Regions from separate parts of the Mus musculus genome. Here all the other regions are linked to region 1. Evidence: chromatin contacts called from public HiCAR-type and promoter capture Hi-C data. All regions are on one chromosome and are shown on one strand. Each heading gives the region's core, a stretch centred on a gene start, on an enhancer-like site or on the middle of the called end of the contact. The rest is flanking DNA. Distances are from core to core; before and after follow the strand shown. Region 1 holds the start of Pnisr (PNN interacting serine/arginine-rich). Region 2 holds the start of Manea (mannosidase, endo-alpha). Region 3 holds the start of Ufl1 (UFM1 specific ligase 1). Region 4 holds the start of Ndufaf4 (NADH:ubiquinone oxidoreductase complex assembly factor 4). Region 5 holds the start of Klhl32 (kelch-like 32).

Region 1 (2,825 bases), core at 186-2,685:
CATTAAAGGGAATAAGAGAGTTTATTGTGGAGCCACATTTGAATGTCCATGGCACAAGGAACACAGTTATGCCAAATTTCTTTTATAACACGGAAGTGGTTTCATGACATTTTATAGTTTTTAAAGAACAGACAGTCATAAACCAAGGCAGGCTTAAGATACATTGGTGTGTACATCACAGAAGCTACAGCAAGATGGGGACACTTTTTACATCGCTGCAGATGCTATCTGATAACATTCTTAGCTCTTGGGTTGGTGGAAACTGGGAGTCAGCTAAGTTAAAAAGTTCCAAAGGCTGGGGCAGTGGTTAATAGCGCTGGTACCAGAGTTCAATTCCTAGTACCCACATGGCAGCTTACAACTATCTGTAGTCCAGCAACAAGTGATTTGACACCCTCACACAGACATGCACGCAGGCAAAACACCAATACACATAAAATAAAAATAAATAAATCATTTTTTTAAAAGTTCTAAAAGGTTTTTAATCTATTAGTCACAGGATTTAGCTCTAATATGGGGAGGTTGGCAAAGACTGGCAATTCGTGGGTAAAGCTAGGGCCAGATTGGGTAATTAGCCTCTGGACTTGTAAAATTCCAACCTCTCCACATCACTGAAGCTCCAATCAATCTTTGCAGACACAGACTTTTTCCTGGAATTCTCCTTCATAACTCTTTTTAGTTACACTGACATTTCAAGAAAGTCATTTTCCAATATTTAGGTTAAGAATGCTGTGTTTCTTAGAATTTTTGTTTCCTTTTGTAATTAAACTCCTAGTCTGGAAAGTTGACATTTTAGATATATGAACATTGTTCACGCTAAACACCTTTTACCTCCTTTCGGGAGGCCATCTTGGAGTTTAGGTAAGGAAGGACCAGTGGAAACTCTGCTTCTCAGTTACTTTTCCTTAAAGAGTAGCTGAGCGAAGTTGAACTGAGTAAATGTTCCCACCAGGGGGCGCGATGCTAGGAGGTGAACAAGGAGACCTAGCAAACACCCTGCTTCCAGAACTCAGGCTCTGCGACTCAGGCCTGGCACAGTGAGTTCCAAGTTGGCAGGGTTTGACTTGCGGTCCTCTCCGTAGTCTGAAAGAGGCAAAGCGATTCAGCATCCTTCCCAAAGCGGAACTGATTCTTAGAACGCATTTGCTCTTCGAGGGTCTCCTGCCTAAAGTTTACTAAATTCCGTCCATTGTACCGGAACGTTAGGCTCGGCTTTGTGCTGGCTGTACAAATGAAAATGTGTCGGGTATGACACGGGCTTCACACACAAGAGGGTCCAACTCGAGGTGGGTTGGGTTTGCCCTCAACAAAAATGGCGCGGACTCGTCCCGTCGGTAAGATCACATGGTCGTAAGCCTGGCTGAGAATCAGTGTGACTTCAGCCGAAAAGCGGATGTTATTATCATTCACTTCCGGGTGAGAACCACCGGGCGCCATCTTGTCTTGTTCATGAAGAAGTAGAAGCATCGAAAGGTTGGAGAGAATTACAGGAACGGTGGCGACAGCGGTATTCCGGAACCGGAGCGGGTAAGCGACGAGCAGTTTACCCCGGGGGACCTGCCGGAGGACTAAAGTCCTCTGGGTCAGTGTGGCGAACGGAGCGGGACTCAGGCTGCGTACGCTGCTTGGCGCCACCGCCAGAACCTCATTCCGGAGAAGCTCCGGCGTCCGCCCGAGAGAGTGAGCGAGAGAGCCGCTGTCGCCCGAAGGGAACCGCCTTTGGCTAAGGAGAGGGCTCACGACCCATTCTTCGAACTAAGAGTTTCCTTTGAGAAGGCAAGGGACTAATTGTTGGGCGCCTGAGCGGCCGTTAAGCAGTGCGCGTGCGCAGTGGGAACCCTTGAGGGGCAGGGAGTGTGGAGGGGCGGAGGCGGCGGGGGCCGGGATCTGGAACTTCGACTCTGCGACTCGCACTACGCAGGCGCAACCGCTTTCTGCTGCGTCCTAGACAAGTATCATTTAGTTGCTTAGTTTTGGTGTTTTTACCCAGTGATGGGTATTATGTGTTAAGCATCACTGAGGAAACAAGTAGTATCCTATATTTCAGTTGTTTCGTAGTTTTGTGGATAATAGTGTCATCTTAACAAAACTGGGCACTGAGCAAATTTTGACTGTGCTTGATTAAATTAGCAGTCTTTAATACTTCATTTACCTTTTCTCTTCCTAACCCTAGATAAAACAAAAACAATCTTGGATTTTTTTTTTTTTTTGAGTACATCCAGCTAAAACCAAACCAGAACAGTAAAGACTTTATTTGTGGGGTGGTTTTCTAAAGCATCAGGGGAGACGTAATGAGTTCTCGGATATTCTTAAGACACACAATTTAAAACATAAGTAAGCTTTATATTTAAGGACTTTTTTGAGCCTCATTATATGATCCTGGCTGGCCTGGAACTCCTGCCTTCGCTCATGAATGCTGGAATTAAATGTATTCACTACCACATCAAGCCCTAGAACTTAATTTAATTATAGAAAAATTAAACAGCTAGTGTATAACCACGTGTTTTATTTTCTCAGTAACATATACTTCCATGACACGTTTTTTTGTTTTTTTTTACTATTAATGGAACAATGTTGTTACATTATTAATTGAGGGCATGCTCCTATTTCCTTAGTTAAAGAAAAAAATCATTTTTAAAAAAAGATAGTATTTTTCTGTGGAGATCCCCTGGAACTGAAGTTACAGATGGTTGTGAGTTGCCATGAGGTGCTGGCAACTGGAGGCAGGTCCTCTGCAAGAGCAGCCGGTGCTGTAGCTGCTGAGCCTTCTGGCCACCGTCTCTGTTCAATGAAAAATTACTACTTTATGTCTATGTGTCAGTCCT
Region 2 (2,825 bases), core at 201-2,700, 4.5 Mb after region 1:
AACAACTACCAAACTTCCAGTCAACTGCAGGTGTGTAGCTTCTTAAAGCAAGAAGCTCAGGCTACTGACTACTAACAATGTGTCCTCACTCAAAGGGAAGTTTGCACTACCCCGAGTTAGAAAACTAGTTCTTCTGAAACCATGCTAATTTTATGTTGTGAAAGTCAAGTGATTTCGAATGAATAGTACTACATACTCCTCAAGCAGCTAAGAGATCTAAATAACCCTGAAGCCGAATGTTGTGGATTGTTTTAAATGCATTTGCTCATATTATATAGCTCAGGAAAATGCAGATTCCATTTTAAAGTTATAATTAAATTATAAAGATTCTTCCTGTTTTATTTCATTCTGTTGATGCTATTTTCTTCTAATTTTATGCTAGAGGAAGTACCTACAGTTAGATACAGCTAACGCTCAGAACACACATCTAAAACTTTCAGAATCTTGCTCAGGTCAAAGTGTGGGTAATCTTTTGTACACAAGTTCTGTCCGGCATAATCTCATTTTCCATTTTTATCTTCACAACCGTCTATGAAACAGAACTTCATGTTACAGGTGATGAAACTGAGCAGAGAACTTTTTCCAAGATTTTGGGCTAGTAAACAGCTGAGCACCCTACAAAGGCAAAACACTGTACTGGACCTTAGGTTCCTGGCTCCAGCCTGCCCTGAGCGGCCTCAAGTAGAGAAGTCATACTACAATGACATTTTTTCACTGTGGAAGGTGACTTAACAATGGTTCCCTCGCCTTCCGCTGTAGCTCACACTTAAGGAGAAGGCAGCTAGCTCATTGTGTTTATTTTCTGACCACATACTCAACTCATTGCTTATTATAGGAATAAGAGCAGCAGCTTTGTAAGTGTAACTAACCTGAAATAGTTTCACCAAAACCTACAGTAGTTCTGCATTTTTTTTTTCTTCCAAGCTGCAGCCCACACATTGCAATGCGATCAGACCAACCACTCTCATTTGTCTTTCTAAGCTCATTCCAGACCCACAACAACGCTCACGAAAGCCTCCTTGTAAGCCATTTTCAGTACTTCTCCCACTATATTATCCGTTTATGTCTTTGACAACAACAAAACAAAAGTTTTAAGCTCCGGTCCTCGCCAACTTGTTCCTCCGCAGACAGAAAAGGAGACGGCCACCCTGAAGGGACAGTGGAAAAGGCAGAGCCCGGCCAGTTAAAGGAGAACAGAACAAAGACCCCGGAGGAGGACGCACTTGTCCTGGCGGCCTTCGGGGTCGTAAGCTGGGCTAGGAGACGGCCGGGCGACCGCCAGGGGCCTCCGCTCGCAGGTTCGGGGCTCAGGACCGAGTGGTGATGAACCACCTCAGGGCCAACTCGGGCATCCAGGCAGACAAGGACGGGCTCAGGCGCGGTGCGGACACTAACCTAGCGGCGGGGACCGGCGCGGAACCGGGCTGCTGGGCTGAGCGCGACTGGATTCCTAGAGGCCCGGGGTCAAAGGGCGTCGCAGGCAGGCGGCCCACGATTGGCTGGCGGGCGAGCGCGCAGGGGTTAGCTGCGGAGTCCCTGTGGGTCTCAGTTCCGGGGCCTCACAATTGCTCACCGGGGTCTGGGACCCTGCCTCCGCGTGGACCCACCGGATAAGAGAAAGAACCGTGAATCCTACCAGGGCTGACAGCTCTTGCGGCCGCACCGCTACCCCTCCCAGGTCCCGCCTCCTAAAGGACAGCGCGGGGCGTGGCTCCAGGGGTTGAATCTCCGAGAAGGCGGGGCTTCTGGGCGGACCTAAGCGGGCGGGGCTTTCGGGGAGAGGCTCCGAGTCCCCTAGCTTGTCCTGGAGTCTACTGCAGGGTCATGGTGGAGGAAACTACATTAAGTCAGACAGTATCCCTTAATTGCTCCAAGGAGAAATGAAAGTTCTTTTACACTTTTGCCTCTCAAGATAAGCCAAGACTCTCTGATAGAGACCAGATGTGTTTTGTTTTTCACTTTTAAAAAATCCTTTTAAATGTTACTCAGATTTATAATACATTGGGTATTTCCAAAGTTTTAAAGTTGAAAACGTGTTTTAGTTTATCAAACAGTTATTGGCAAGTCAGAAGTAGACAGACAGATATATTAAACTTCCACAAGTATACTAGGAATCAATACAATTGTACAATACAATTGTGTAATTGTACAATTACAGTAGAAAGAGAATAAGTCAGAAGCAAAAAAAAAAAAAAAAAAAAAATTGCAGCAGAGGCGAGGCTGCATCTGGGGTTTCCATCTTACATCAGCCTCACATACCAAGAGGATTCTATGTTTTGTTTTTGTTGCATGGTAACAAGGCAATCTTGACTCAAGGGGTAGAACTTTCAGATGTGATGTTGTGAAAAGTATTGTAAAGGCTTCCCTTTAAAAAACTACCGGATTATAAAAGAGATTTGAAATATACATGTAAATAATGAAAGAAAATACCCTAGTGATGGCTGCAAAAGCTTAAGGCAAAGAGTCTTGTTTCACTATCACCATTAAGCAGTATATTGTGTTCTTAAATATCTTGCTCTTTTAAAAGTAGGATTTTGAAAATATGTAGTTTCCTAAAAATCCTATCTTCCTGGCTTTGCATATTAAATAAGTGAAATATTTTCTGATTTTCCATGCAAACATGTTTGCTACACATTTATGATTTGAAATTCCTAAACATACAATCTATTTTGCATCAACTAGTTTGCTTCATCATTATAAAAACTGTCTTTTAATGTTTTCCCCAAAATGTCATCAAATTGAATTTCCTTTAAGTTATGTGTTCCCCTCCATCCTGAAGATATCCGCCTGTTCACATCCCTCTGGCTATTAGGCTTACTGGAAAA
Region 3 (2,825 bases), core at 83-2,582, 3.4 Mb after region 1:
CCAACACAAAGAGGAAAGAAGGAGCCATTGAGGAGAATGCCCTATAACCTCCACGTAAGTACTTATTTTTAATTTAATGTATTTTCTTCAAACATCCGGTAAAGACAAAAGCATGACACTGAGGAATTACTTACCACCTCGGACATGTAGCTCGTCTCTCATTTCTTTACTGATTTGGGCTGGAGTGATATATTCCTTGCCGTCAAGTGTATGGACTACTTCCAGCTGTTTCTGAGAGATCAATTTATTCACAATCTCAATGCAGTTCCGCTCTGACAACCTGTGCGAAGCCAGGAGTTTAAGAGTGTACTTGCTATGCCGCCCCCCCCCCCCCCAGGTATTTGAAAGCAAAATTTTGAGTAACTTCTACATTACAAAATCTGTCCTTTATTAGTATGATGATATTGGTTGAGTAATTTAAAAAGAAAACTTGAGAGTAGGTTTATATTCCCTTGAATTATTTATTTAATTCACACACGTCACTGTATTATGATTCTACAGATGTTCTCTCCTAGTCCTGCCTTCAAGTATCAAATTTTCCAGCTGAAAACAAACAAACTTTTCTTTAAAATCACAGTATGTTGGCCTTACTGGTACAGTTGGTGTACAGACAGGTCATGTGGCTTAGCAGAACTATAGGTACTATAATGTTAGCTACTCACAGCCATCTTGCACTAAATTTTTTCCCCGGGTTTTGTTGTTTGTTTGTTGTGAGAGTGTATGTATGTCTGTAGCTCTCAATGTTATAGAACAGCATCAACGGACTACTGTGTTTAGGTCCAAGAGAAATAAAATACTACAAGAACTCGTTGACAGGGAGACAAAGTCTATTCGCCTTATATATGCGATGTGTAATCACGGGCGCAGAGTCGGGGTAATTCGGCCACTCCCCCATTTCTGGAGTGTAGAAAAGTTGGTGTCCCGGAGTCCCTAAAATATGACAGATGGCATGTGGGCCTGGCTTAGATCTGTGGCTGCACGTAAAAAGGATTTGGAGGAGGGACAGACTACTTGCTGCGCGCTGCACTGGGGACTTTGCAAGCTCGCCCTAGGCCGGGCAGCGAGCGCCTCTACCGACAGCCGCCGCAGCAGACCGGCTCCGGGGTCCCACCGCGTTCCGGCAGGCAGTGCGGGAGCGGGGCAGCGTCCCGGGCCTAAGCCGGCTCCACACCGCAGGGAACCAGCACCTTTGCGTGGACTCTGCAAACTGCGCCCGCTGGAAGTCAGCCGCCAGCCGCCGGATCTCCTCCCAGGCGTCCGCCATCACTGCTCCGCTCGCCCCGACACAGGGAAACGGCAGACACGTCAGCCTTCAGCCTGCCGCAGGCACCCCGGGACGGACCGCGCAGAGGGCCAAGAGACCTGCGTCAAGGAAATTCGCGAACAGAAACGCGACTGCCGAGCTCTCCGCCCTCAGCTGGGCGTGGCCTGCGGGAAGCGGCTTCCTAAACTCCTACAAAGCCAAGCTGATGCTGACTCAGTAATCCTTTTTGCAAGGTTCCTGTTTCTGTCCAGCAACCATCAAATGATCTTCCGCCCTTGCTGAGCGGACGAGACATACTTCTTTTGTGGGACTCTTACAAACCGTGACTAATCCACTTTGAACAGTGAATGGGGCTTTTACTTGAGCCAAGAATGAAGTCAGTTTTAGAGAAACTTGTTCCACACTACTGCATCAGTTTGAATTTTGTTCTTCCAAAATGAATCTATTTGGGTATAGCAAACGCCATGGACTTCAGTTCATGTGTTCTAAAGCTTATTATTATTATTATTATTATTATTATTATTATTATTATTATTATTTACTCGGACAAAGGAATAATCGTTGCTGGGAGTGAAACTAGGGAAGGCAATGGCATTGTACTTCTTAGACAAGATAACTGCTGCCATTGTTTATTCACACATACCATTTTCCAATCTTAATCAATGGGGAAATCAGAAGGCTGATTGTACTTAGTAAAGAATATTTTGCTTCTTTCCTATGTAAATATATTAGTCCATATAACACGTCCAGTAGATAAATCCATTTGGCTTCTGAAGTGCCTAGCTTTGATTAAATTTAGAGAACTCCATGATAAAGCTTGGCATTCCATCTTATCCTTTGAAGCAGACTCTCTCAGAAAGGTAGGCCAGCCTCCCATCAAGTAGGTTTACTGGCCAGCCAGCCCCTGAGTTTCCTCCTGGCTTCATCTCCCAGTCAGGTTGATGATCATACCCAGGTTTCAAGATGAGCTTGGGCTCTGAATTCAAGTCTGTATGCTTGCACAGAGAGCACTTTAACCTTCAAGCATCTTCCCACCCATCATTTTAAGTGCTTTGGAGGGAGGGAGGGAGGGAGGGAGGGAGGGAGGGAGGGAGGTAGTAATTTTTGACCAATATATGATATTACAGAGGAACTTTAAACAGAGCAAACACTACGCAGCTGTTTTTTAAAGGGTAGGAGATTCTTTTAAAGAACGAACTTGTATAGATTTGGAGAGCTGACATTCCATTCTTTATAAAATTTTATGATAGCTGTCTGTAGTTGTACAAATACCTTGTTAATGTTGACATGCAGACAGTCTGTGGATAGTTGATGTCTTTAGCTACAGTGTGTACAGGATTTATTACACATTCTTGGAATCATTTAGAAATTGTCTTTTGACATAAAAACAAATTAGAGACAGCAATGAAACACTGTGATGCTTGAACATATGCATACATGGATAACATTTGCATTATATCAAACACCTAACATATATTATCCAAGATTAAACATTTGACATCCTTCCTCCTAGTGCTATAAGATATAAAGTACGTGGTTGATGTGATGATTTGTATATGCT
Region 4 (2,825 bases), core at 170-2,669, 3.1 Mb after region 1:
AAGGCTAGATAAAACAATAGGCTCACCTGCCACTGTCTCTTCCAGTGTCAAATCCAAGCTTTCCTGCGTGTAGAAATTCACAGATCTTTAATTTTGTACTATCTGCTGTCCTGGACTCACTCGAAACTCTTGTGTAAGGTTACTTTCATGTAGCCCTAAGTTTGGTGGAATCACATGAAAATTTAAAATACTTTAGCAGGCAGTGAGTGGAATTGCTACTATAATTCTTAAAGCACAGAACAGACTTAATGAGGCCAAGGAACATTTCTTGATGTCCAGAGAAATTGGTTTTAAAAAAAAGGCACCCAGTTATGAACTTGTTTAAAAAGCTCTCAGATGGAAATCTTGGAGCAGACTGCCACCTTCAGGATAACTAACAAATTAACTCACTGAACACGGTTTTAGCTTCTACATAACCCATCTCCAGAGACAGGTTTCATAAGCAACAGTGAGAACTTTACCCCTCTAGTGTTTTCTCTATTATGAAACAGTTTAATTAGTAATAGTCCTTAAAAAAATGAAAACCCCTCCCCCTAATTTTTTTCTTTAAGTTGGTTAGACACAACTAATCTATTCACCTAACCAACCAGGCTAAAATCTTTAATAGATTTCACAACCACAGTCTGGGAAAAATATTAATTCGAAAACTTATTTTCTTGCTGGTGGGCTTTAAAAACTATGGGCCAATCACATTGAATACTTTCGGAAACGTAAAAGAAGGAAGAGACAAAGGGTGGGTGGAAGAGAAGGGGAAAGGAAGATAGAATGTGTACCGTAGATTTTTTTTTTCTTTTTCCAAATACAGCGTTAAGTTACACCAGGGTTTGCCAAGATTACAGAGACTCGAGAGGCAGTAGAGCTGAGAAATGGGGCTGAGAAGAGCACGGTGATTCAGCGCTAATGGAGGAGTATGTCAAGTTAGTACTACTTATGAGAGAAGGGGAAGGAAAGCCTAAAACTCATAGCACTAGGGACAAAGTGGCAGGAAAATGGTATGTCAAGATAGTGAAAGAGTTAAAACAAACAAACAAAACCAACACAAAATTGGCTCAGAAAGCTCCAGGCAAGGGACAGGAAAATAAGGGCTGTTAGAATGGAATTGCGGCTGAGAACAAATATTCTCAATTTCTCAAAAGCATGGGCAGGTAAATTCAGAACCTTGACCCTGCGCTCTGCCCTCTGAAGAGGTTGGAAGATCTCCGCTCCACACTGGCTACTCGGGATTTTGCAACCGTGGGATCACAGCAGCTCATCCTTAAAGACTCCGGAGTCGCCGGCCGGCGTCCCTGACAACGCCCAGATGTCTGCGCATGCGCCTGTGCGGAAGGGTGGGCGGGGCGGAGTCCAGGGTGCGTCCTCCCGGCCACCAGGGGGCGACGAGCGCGTCCTCGGCGTTTTACCGGTGCCTGGCCCCTGGTGTGCGCATGCTCCGTGCGTACAGAGGTCACCGGTGCCGGTGGCTTCTACACGTGCGTAGTGAACTAAGGGCATCATGATTTAGAGATGGGGGCTCGCGTGACCCGCGCCTTAAGGAACTTCAACGTGGAGAAGCGAGCGGAGCGAGAGATCAGCAAGAGGAAGCCCTCCATGGCACCCAAGCACCCTTCTACCCGCGACCTCCTGCAGGAGCACCGGAGTCGTGAGTGCAGTCCCTCCCAGGCCTCCGGTGACATTGAGGTCGTCCCCGCGCGGGCCCCGGGTGGTGGCGGCTGGAAGGAATCCCGGAGCCCAAGGCAGCCCGCGCTCTCTCCCGGCGTCTGCGCAGGCTGCACGCAGACTCTCGTCCAAGTGTTTGCCCCAAGATGTCCAGATGATTTTTTTTTTTAATATTGTACATGTTTACGAGTTTAGAGATTTTTTTCCTTAAAAAAAAAAAAAAAAGATACTATGGCTTATTTTCTTTCCTTAGAGTATCCAGAAATCGAAGAAGTTGTTTCTAAAAAAGATAACAAGCTGCTGTCATTGCTAAGAGATGTATATGTCGATTCCAAAGATCCGGTGCCTGCCTTGCCGGTAATGTATACGTTAATTAAGTTGGCAGTTTATTTTGGAGGTCTGAGAAAGTGATCAAGAAAAAGAGGGCAACGAGTGAAAGTGCAAAGTGTGTGTGTGTGTGTGTGTGTGTGTGTGTGTGTGTGTGTAGAGGGGAGCAGTCAGTGTAGAGCACAGACAGCTAGACACAGGCAGGCCTGGACCCCCTTCGATACTTAGGGTATACTTAGGGTATACTTAGGGTATACTTAGGGTATACCGAAAGACCTGTGAAGGGATTGATTGGATGGACCTGTGTGAATTGTTTATTGCAGAAGTTGTAGGGTTGGGTTACGGCATTTTTTAGTGGTTTTCTGAGTGACCAGTATGACTTTGAGAGCTATTTCATATTCTGTAAATTAAGATGCTCTTAATGACAACCTCAGTGTTTGGGGGTTTGGAGTGGGGGCACGTTCATAGTTTTGAGGATGTGTCCCAACAGGATATGTAATATTATATGTAAGTTAATATAGCATGCTGGAATGATGGGTATGTCTCCTGTGTCAGGTGTAAGTGTTGTGTGTAGTGATTAAAACAGTAATTACTCTCTGAGGCCCATGGTACGTTGCGGACCACAGACCATTCCGTGGATGAGCAGCTGTACAACTATAATGTAATTACGGGCTGGGGAAGATGAAAGGCTGCTTCTGAGGAAGTGACATTTAACCCTGGGCCTGGAGTGCAAATTGAAGTTGCAGCCTGGAAGGCAAAGAATTAGATTAAATGAAGAGGAAGTACCAGCCACAGCCCTCAAAGTTTTTTTTGTTTTTTGTTTTCATTACAAAACTTTTTTG
Region 5 (2,825 bases), core at 230-2,729, 3.0 Mb after region 1:
CTAAGCTATTCTATTTGTAATGAAAGGATTGGGATTAGCACAGAGTATAATGACTGCATTTCTGAGGTCCTCACGTTCACTCACTAAACATCTGAGAGGAAAAGAAAAATCAGCCCTAGTCAGTCCAGGTACGAGGGACTCCTGTGAGGTCAGGCGTATGGTGTCCTTCATGGGCCTCATTTTAGGAAAGGGTTCTTCCGTATTCCAGAAGAAAACAAAATTCTAATGTGAGCGTTGTTCTAGGACAGTATGCCAGGGCAAGCACTTCATGTCTACCTCTATCAACATAGAAACGAAGCTTTAACTTCTAATCAACCAATTAGGCTGGAAGATGGAATTTCACAAACGGGCTGCAGTGGACACAGAAATGTCAGAAACGCTGTATGTCGTGAGTGAATGTCATCTATACTGTTGCCTTAGAAATTCACAGGCGCTGTTCCCCTTCTGGCCAATTTACAACAGAAAAGCTTCCCGGTGTGGGAGCCACAATAAAAATCATCTGCTCTTACAGTTAATTTAATACTAGTGAAATGCAAACTAGAACTGGAAACAGAAGGAAAGGGCAGCTTCTAAATTAAATTTCTTTTAAGGTCACCAAGATGGTAGTAAATTACCATGTAAGACACAATCCATTGAAAAACTCATCTGACTGACGGGTCCTTTAAAAAAAATCGCATACGTATAGTCACTTTCTTAAAGTTGAATGAAACCACTGTCTGAATACAAATTAACGACTGCTAAGTTGCCACAAGGTCCTCAATGCACATACTACTTTGTTTTAAGTCAAAATAAAAAGGATCTAAGAAATCACTTCTTCCAATGTATGTCCCAAGGCTGATGTTTAAACACGTCTCCTTGGCAACCAGGAAGCATAGTGCATACCGGGTTGGGGGAGGGGGTTGCAACTCTAGGTTGGTAGAATAAGTAACCAGAGTAGTAATTGCTCCCGCTAGACGTTGCCAGCAGAGGCTGCATCTTCTGAAACCGCAACTCCAGGTCTCGCCGGGTCTGGCTCATCCGCAGCCTCCCACCCTCTCCCATGGGTCTGCTGACACTAATTCCGAACCTGTCACAAGGAGAGAGACTGGCTTACCCGATGGAGGGGAGCAGTCTGCTGGGCTTGATACCCCAGGGGCTCCAGCGGGCACCAGGCTCTCTGCCAGGCAAGACAGCTCTGCTTTCCTCTCGACCCTGGGGAAACTGCAGCAGCTCCGTCTGCCCTGCCCGGGCTGCAGCAGTGATGATCGCGCGCTCTGGCGTGTGTGTGGATGCGAGTCGGTGTGCGCGCTACCCCGCGCGCTCCCGAACTCCAGGGGCTTCGGAGAGGGACCGGGATGTGTCGGCAGGAAGAGAAAGCCAGCCAGCCCCGCAGGTGGCGCGTGCGACCCGGCCCGCTCTACCCTCCCAGCAGCCGGTCTCCAGCCTCCCCTCACAGCCGCTCCGCCCTCCTGCCGGTGCGCGCTCCCGCCCCGCCGCGTTCGCCCGTGACACGCGCGCTCCCCGGAAGTCCCCCTCTCCGCGCTCCCGCACCCGAGCCGCTTGTCGCGGGTCACGCGCACAGCCTGCTACTCCCGCAGGCCTCTGCTGCTACTATGGCCCTGACACTAAATCCTGGTCCCAGGCCTCCTAGGGCTGGAAGTGTCTAAGCCTGCAGGTGCCACCTTCCCCATGGAGCGCGCTCCCCTGTCCCTGACTTGGCTGACTTATTCAGAGGCACTAGCCCAGAATAGCCTGCTGTGGCCTTCTGAGAATTCTTGTTAATAATGTACCTTTGAGGATAAGTGTGGAGCAACTTTTTAAGAAACCATAGCCTGCATAGGTAGACTTGTCCTGAACCAGAGCGAAGAGGGAGTATTTGACTATCACTAGACAGCACTAAAACGCTGACACCATTGTTGAATTACCAGGCTTGGCATAGCTGAGGGGCAGTGTGTAAACACGCTGAGAAACTCCCTTTTATGGAAAATGAATAATTTTAATAAGTAATACTGCACCTCTGAATTGGAAACCTTGGTCGAATGTGAAGTCAAGAGTGGTAGACTTGAAGTTGGAGAGAAATACTTAGTAGACACGAGTGAATTAAAATACTGCAAGACTTAAAATATATCCAGGAATTCTACAAAACGGAAAGGTTTGTGTTCTTCCATACACTGGAGCTAGCAGAGAGGCCTAGATCCGTTTTGATTTCTTAATTTTTCTCAAACCAATGGTTCAGCAATCATTTTCCACTTTTAGACCCACAAGAGTTTGAGATGTGTTTGGTCTTCTGAGATCTGCCTGTCTCCGCTCTTTAATGCCACGATTTCCATATTGGACTAACGGATGCTGACCTAACACTCCTGGACACCAGAGTATATGCAGAGAAAAGTATTACACCTGACTGCAAAGAAGGTTAGTGCTAGACTCTAGAATATTTCTTAAGCAACTGCTTCTTCATTTTATGCTGGAAGATCAAATGTGAAAGCATTATGACCCTCAAAATATTAACAATGGTGTCAAGACATAAGACGCTGCATCTTCAGCTTTAGCATGCTTACTGATGGTGTCAGTTTGTAAGGTCTTGTTTATGAAGCCATTTCCAGGAAAGCTAAAGTTCCTAGTATTTGGGCTCTTACAATCTTTCCTCTGCTTCTGCGCGCGTGGCCCCTGAGCTGCAGAGGAGCTGTGCTGTGCTATGTCCATTGAAGCTGAGGTCTCTTGATCTGTTAATCTATGCTCAGTTGTGTTTTCCTGTGATGGTCTCCATTTGCTGTAAAAAGATGCTTCTATGTTAAGGGGTGAGAGCTACACTTATTTGTAGGCATAAGGATAGTTTTAAACGTAGT

What was found. Promoter capture Hi-C pulls out the DNA fragments that hold promoters and counts their contacts. HiCAR-type assays count read pairs that join an accessible place to other places.
Region 2: a contact with region 1 is called in a promoter capture Hi-C map of pre-B cells. The contact joins the promoter of Manea here to the promoter of Pnisr in region 1. A contact is called at or near these places in 2 of 39 promoter capture datasets (frontonasal cranial neural crest and pre-B cells) and 1 of 484 Hi-C or Micro-C datasets (CD4 T cells).
Region 3: a promoter capture Hi-C map of pre-B cells shows a contact between it and region 1. The contact joins the promoter of Ufl1 here to the promoter of Pnisr in region 1. A contact is called at or near these places in 5 of 39 promoter capture datasets (the C10 cell line, cranial neural crest, hematopoietic stem and progenitor cells and 2 more) and 5 of 484 Hi-C or Micro-C datasets (CD8 T cells, LSK cells, muscle stem cells and 2 more).
Region 4: a promoter capture Hi-C map of pre-B cells shows a contact between it and region 1. The contact joins the promoter of Ndufaf4 here to the promoter of Pnisr in region 1. A contact is called at or near these places in 3 of 39 promoter capture datasets (cranial neural crest, liver and pre-B cells) and 7 of 484 Hi-C or Micro-C datasets (B cells, CD4 T cells, CD8 T cells and 4 more).
Region 5: a HiCAR-type map of astrocytes shows a contact between it and region 1, with 6 times the contacts expected there. The contact joins the promoter of Klhl32 here to the promoter of Pnisr in region 1. A contact is called at or near these places in 2 of 39 promoter capture datasets (cranial neural crest and hippocampal neurons) and 3 of 115 datasets of contacts at active chromatin or transcription factors (astrocytes, embryonic stem cells and pro-B cells).

The regions. Positions count from the first base shown.
Region 1 is chr4:21,846,613-21,849,437 of GRCm38.p6, forward strand. Pnisr (PNN interacting serine/arginine-rich) reads left to right here and starts at 1,436. Exons shown (of 11, transcript NM_001369189.1): 1 at 1,436-1,527. 4930528A17Rik (RIKEN cDNA 4930528A17 gene) reads right to left here and starts at 1,836. Exons shown (of 1, transcript NR_028384.1): 1 at 1-1,836.
Region 2 is chr4:26,345,202-26,348,026 of GRCm38.p6, forward strand. It overlaps Manea (mannosidase, endo-alpha), which reads right to left and starts at 1,451. Exons shown (of 5, transcript NM_172865.2): 1 at 1,396-1,451.
Region 3 is chr4:25,280,489-25,283,313 of GRCm38.p6, forward strand. Ufl1 (UFM1 specific ligase 1) reads right to left here and starts at 1,333. Exons shown (of 20, transcript NM_001355512.1): 1 at 1,188-1,333; 2 at 135-280. The coding sequence starts at 1,264.
Region 4 is chr4:24,896,664-24,899,488 of GRCm38.p6, forward strand. Ndufaf4 (NADH:ubiquinone oxidoreductase complex assembly factor 4) reads left to right here and starts at 1,420. Exons shown (of 3, transcript NM_026742.4): 1 at 1,420-1,639; 2 at 1,910-2,013. The coding sequence starts at 1,504. It overlaps Gm46848 (a long non-coding RNA gene), which reads right to left and starts at 1,459. Exons shown (of 3, transcript XR_001784261.2): 1 at 27-1,459.
Region 5 is chr4:24,849,645-24,852,469 of GRCm38.p6, forward strand. Klhl32 (kelch-like 32) reads right to left here and starts at 1,480. Exons shown (of 11, transcript NM_001163020.2): 1 at 1,094-1,480. It overlaps Gm31379 (a long non-coding RNA gene), which reads left to right and starts at 1,417. Exons shown (of 3, transcript XR_390445.4): 1 at 1,417-2,131; 2 at 2,236-2,391.